Linked DNA regions of Mus musculus: region 2 is linked to region 1. Evidence: chromatin contacts called from public Hi-C data. All regions are on one chromosome and are shown on one strand. Each heading gives the region's core, a stretch centred on a gene start, on an enhancer-like site or on the middle of the called end of the contact. The rest is flanking DNA. Distances are from core to core; before and after follow the strand shown. Region 1 holds the start of Uhrf1bp1l (UHRF1 (ICBP90) binding protein 1-like). Region 2 holds the start of Nedd1 (neural precursor cell expressed, developmentally down-regulated gene 1).

Evidence for each region. Hi-C and Micro-C count contacts between places; a contact is called where the count stands out from the background.
Region 2: a contact with region 1 is called in a Hi-C map of B cells, with 6 read pairs. The contact joins the promoter of Nedd1 here to the promoter of Uhrf1bp1l in region 1. A contact is called at or near these places in 2 of 39 promoter capture datasets (liver and pre-B cells) and 1 of 484 Hi-C or Micro-C datasets (B cells).

Annotation. Positions count from the first base shown.
Region 1 is chr10:89,743,666-89,746,334 of GRCm38.p6, forward strand. It overlaps Uhrf1bp1l (UHRF1 (ICBP90) binding protein 1-like), which reads left to right and starts at 1,326. Exons shown (of 21, transcript NM_029166.2): 1 at 1,326-1,623. The coding sequence starts at 1,580.
Region 2 is chr10:92,721,090-92,723,758 of GRCm38.p6, forward strand. It overlaps Nedd1 (neural precursor cell expressed, developmentally down-regulated gene 1), which reads right to left and starts at 1,329. Exons shown (of 15, transcript NM_008682.2): 1 at 1,234-1,329.

The DNA.
Region 1 (2,669 bases), core at 76-2,575:
TGTAGCACTCCTCCTGCCTCTGTCCCCGAAGGGCTGACATTACAGACCCATGTGTCACTACACCCAGCTTGGTTCCCTTCAAACAGCTCAGATTGCTTTCATCCTTGCACAGTATTTGTGTTAGCAGATTCTTGTTACCCTGGCATGCTTCAAGCATTGTGAACTCTAATGCTGCTTCTTCCCACCTCAAATGGCTACACTGTCTCTCTCTCCCACCTGTTTATGAAATATTTTAGTGATTTATATCTTTTTCAAAACCTGCTTCTACAACAGGTGGCCAGACAATATGGCCCAGACACACCAACAGTACCTACTAGGGCCCCTACCAAACCATCCCTAAGGGCAGACACTATATTTTAAAGATGATTAAAAGTGAGGTTAACGGCTGAGAGAGCTGGCTTAGCAGACAATACACTTGCCATTCAATCATCAGGACTTGAACTTGAGTCTCCAGAATTCACATGAAGCCAGAAGTCTGTAATCCCAGCACTCTTTAGGCAATATGGGAGAGGCAACAAGAGACCAACAAGAGGATCCTAGGAACCAGGTAACCTGGAGTACACAAGTAGCTGTTGAGGAAGAGATAGAAGAAAGTGAGGCACTACACCCAGGGCTGTTCTCTGACGTCCCCTTGTGTGACCAAAGTCACATTCATACATGAAGTGAAACTAAAGCTGAAAACAATCTTTCCAAGTTAACATAGCTAGAAAATATTAGAACCAGGACTTCATTTTGGGCATTCCATTTCAAAATTTCTACTAAGTGTGTCTATGTGTGTGTGTGTCCAGAGGATAACTTTCAAGGGCAGTTCTTTCCTTCATGGTGGTTTGGTCATCAAGTTCAGATCATCAAGCTTGCTTGACAAGTACTCTTGCTGGCTGAGAGCCATCTCACTGGCTCTAGACTTTCTAACTTCTAGGTCTTTAGGTATATTCGGTTAAATATGACATGCTGTCAATTTTACTTCCTTTAAGGTTAGACCAACGAATGGAAACATTAAATTACAGCCGTTAGTCTAAGGGAAGGATCTTGGTAAAAGAAACTGAGATTAAAAAGCTGAAATGGCCAAAAGAATAACATAAACAGAGCTACTTGTAGAGCAGAAAGTTGAGTTCGGAGGAAATGAAGAAGCAAGACTAGGATGTCAGCGAGAGAGGCACAGACAAGATGAAAGGGATGAAGAAAAGATGAAAGCCCAAGTACCAACTAGGAAAGGGCAGCGGAGGACCTAGTGGGAGTCCGAAGTAGGCAGGGCTGAAGATTCCCGGAACTCCCACAGGTCCCGCCCACCTCGAGCTCGCTCCGCCCCCCCGACTCCTCTCCCCGCCCCCGGTCTCTTAGGTGATGCTGCAGCCAAGATGGCGCTGGCGGCGGCCGCGGCGGCCTGAGCGTCATGCTTCGGGCTCTCGGCGGCGGCTGCGGCGGCTGTGGCCTCGGCCAGGCCCTCGAGTCTCTTCTGAGAGTGATCTCTCCGGCGCTTCTCCTCCGGGCCGGTGAGGCGGGACCGAAAGAAGACTGCCGCGAAGTGAGGAGGCTGTGAGGAGCGACAAGAGAGCGGCGCTCCAGCCCGGCGGGCACCATGGCTGGGATCATCAAGAAACAGATCCTGAAGCACCTCTCCAGGTCAGCGAGCGCTCGGGGCCGGTCCCGTCCGCTGGCCGCCGGTTCTCGGGTCCAGGTCGCAGGTTCGGGCTCTGCCGGTGCCGCTGGCGCCCCCGACCGGCCTCCGGAGTCACGCGGAGGGCGGCGGGGCTCGGCGGGCCGGGGTCTCCTCCTCCGCCGGGGGCCGCTCCTGCGCCGAGGCTGGTGACGTCCCCGGCGTCACTCAGGTGCTGGGTGGATGGGGTTGGGCTGGGACCCGGTCCGGCTCGGAAGCTCCCGGGGCTCGGAGCCGAGCGGCTCCGTTAGCCGAGGACTGGGGTGTGTGTGTGCCAGTGAAACGTTAACCTTGGGATTGTTCTCGGTGCCCCCTACCTGGCGTCCCCGCTCCGCTGCACGGGAGGGTGTGCTTGTTTGCACAGTTCGGATTTGTTTTAGGGGAAATTAAGCAGGACTTCTCCGCTTCGGCCAGTTCTCCGTGGAAGTCGTTTTCAGTCCCGCATCGCGTTCGTTCTTGCTGCAGAGTTTTCCGATTTTGTTCCGCGACCCTTGAGTTCAGGGAGTTAACGTCCCTGGTGTTTAAACCCCAGACGTGTCACTCTTTCCATTTCATAACACAGTTTTAGTCAGAAACATGACTCAGTAAACTGGCAGTTTGTTACTGCTCTTGGCTTCTCCATATTTGTCTCAAGAAACAGGCTAAATGTAGGACCCTGTTCCAAGTTGGTGACAGAGAATTAAAAGCTCTTGGTTAGGATCTCTTTCTCTCCTCTGTTATTTGTAAGTTAATGAATGCTTTTAACTGATTAAAGGAACGTTCTCAGGTTTAATGATAGACTTGTATAGTAAACATGTCTTCATTTTCTGGATATGTGTGTGTGTGTGTGTAATACATATATATATATTACAGTTGAGAACATATTGAACAAAACAATACTATGATTCAGCAGATATTTTCCTGACATTATATCTTTATATTGAATAAAATTTAATACACACAGTATGTATACATAAAGTATCAAACTATAGCAAAGTTTGTGACCGTGTGTTTGGTTCTTAGTATCACTAAT
Region 2 (2,669 bases), core at 79-2,578, 3.0 Mb after region 1:
TAGCCACACAAAATATGTTTCTTTTTATAGGTCAACACAGTTTCATTGATACTTGAAGTCTAATAAAAAGTGGTTACTTTTTTTTTTTTTTTTTTGGTTTTTTGAGACAGGATTTCTCTGTATAGTCCTGCCTGTCCTGGAACTCACTCTGTAGACCAGGCTGGCCTTGAACTCAGAAATCCGCCTGCCTCTGCCTCCCGAGTGCTGGGATTAAAGGTGTGCGCCACCACGCCCTACTTTTTTTTTTTTTTTTTTTTTTTAAGGGATGCTACGGCAGCTACAACACACTGAATTGATTCCATCTGGTGACATAGGGGGCTGAATTTAACCAAGGTTAAAGGCCAACAGTGGTCAAAGACACGCCCCCACATCATCAACAAAAGCATCATACATATCTGGGTTCCAGAGGACAAACTAAAAAGCATAAGGCAGAAATCATTGAGTCTCAAGAGGAAAAATAAATAAATAAATAAAGTTTATGGAAAGGATTAAAACAGTTATTTGTTGTGCATATTTTTGGATACAGTAGTGTGTGGGGTGGTTCTGAGTTAGAAGGGACCCCTAGTAGGTGAGGCTAAAAACTTGCAGAGTCACCTGTTGAATTGTAGACAATGTTTCTATTTGGTGACTAAAACACTTACTCAATGCCCCTTGTTCCCCGGCCCATGGAAAAACACAGGGTAGAAAAGTTGAACTCTGAAGAACAGTAAACAGCTGCAAGCTGCTGCTACCCTAACCCCACACAAGGAGCCTACTGTGCAGTGTGGTGCAATGAGTGGATCAAGGCTCTTCAGAAGAGTTAAGCGACCCACACAGCTTCAGTGAGGCTGACTTCACGGAGACCTCTCACAGTCCCTTCGCTTGGCTTCTGGGCTCTGACATCAGTCCCCGGGAGAGGATCCCGGGAAAGAAGAGCGACAGCGACCAACTGCACTCTCTGCTCAAGAAGAGTTCTCGGGAGTTGCACCCCTAGCCCAGGGCGCCTGCGCTCAGCAGCTACGGGCGAGCCAGACCCGGGAGTCGGGGTGGACGAGCCGCTCGGGGCAGCTTGGCCCTTAAATCCGGGGCCCGCGACCCGGTCCTGTCCTGTCCTGTCCTGCCCGGTCCCCGGCCACTTTCCAGCGCGCGCGCGCGCCCGCTGCCGCCCAACGCAGGACCGAAGAGGCTGACCTCGGGGGTCCCCGGCCCAAGGCCACCGCGCTCACAGAGCCTCCCTGTCAGGCGGAACCTCACCTCTCAAGCGTGGGGCCACAGGGGAGGCCCAGCTCCACCCGTTCCTCGCTGCGCTTCCGGCTCCCGCCTGGACTGTTAAACTTGGGCGGCCGGAAGTCCCGCCTCGCATGACGTCACGGGAAAGGCGGTGCCCCGAGCGCTCAGCCCGCGGGGGTGCTGGGTGGCCTCCCACCCTGGGGCGGTGCAGAGGAAGATATCCTAGCCTGTAGCTACTGCTCCTTTATCACTCATTTGTTTGCTGGCTACTGTGTGCCAGGCGCTGAGTTAGGCTGTGGGTGTGCACTTACTGTGTTTAGCTTGAAGGGACAAGAGGTCAGTCAACACGCAGGTTCCCTAGCCTGCTGGAGATTACAGTCTAGTTAGGAAGTTAATATTAACACTTCTGTAGGGAAAGGGAAGGCAAGAATAAAATGCCAGGCAGTGGCGGTGCACACCTTTAATCCCAGCACTAGGGAGGCAGAAGCAGGCAGACTGCTGAGTTCTAAGCCAGCCTGGTCTACAGAGTGAGTTCCGGGACAGCCAGGGACTACACAGAGAACCTCTGTCTTGAACAAAACAAAACAGAAGAATAAAAGATGGGGAATTCACGGGCAACTCTCAGTTCCCACAAAAAAAGGTGTCACAGTTATCACAAAGAAGAACGCTCATAATAAAGGCAATTAACATGGTTGGTTTAGGAGAGGATTACTTGAGAGGAAGCCAAGAAAAGCTGCAGGTTAAACATCTAACTTCAAAGGGGTGTGGTGGTACAAGCCTTTAATCCTAGCACTCAGGAGGCAAAGGCAATGGGATCTCTGTGAGTTCAAATCCATCCTGGTCTACTGAACGAGTTCCAGGACGGTTATACAAAGAAACTCAGTTTCAAAGAGGGGAGGGAATGGAGAGGAAATTGTGGCAGGAGTGGGAGAAGGAAAGGAGGGGAAGAGAAAGGAAGGGGTGGGAGGGAAAAGGAGGAAAGCAGAGGAGAGGAACATCTAACCCAAAACGAACCCTAACCCTGAGAACAAACCCAGTAGTGACTTCAGCCTCTGAGCTAGCCATCTTCACATCCGCAGCTTCACATGCTGCTGTTCAGGTACATGAACACCAACTCAGTGGTTTTTTGGTTTTTTTGTTTTTGAAGGAAATGTATTTCATGGTAGAAAGGGGCCAATGAACTGAGTTTTCCCAACATTCCTGCTAAAAGATTGCTCTGTTGAGAGTTCTTACTTCCATCACTGATAGCATGTTCCTATGGAAAGTGTTGCTCCTTTGTCCCAGGTGCACACCGGATGTGTTTCTCAACTGGATACATAATGTCCCAGTTATCTGAACCCATATCAAAAACAACTGGAAACCTAAGAAGTGCCAATCCCCACCTCCCCTAGGAGAAAAAGAAGTCTCTCCAGCTTCTGGAAGCTGGTGAGGAACAACCATAAAATGAAGACGGGGAGCAA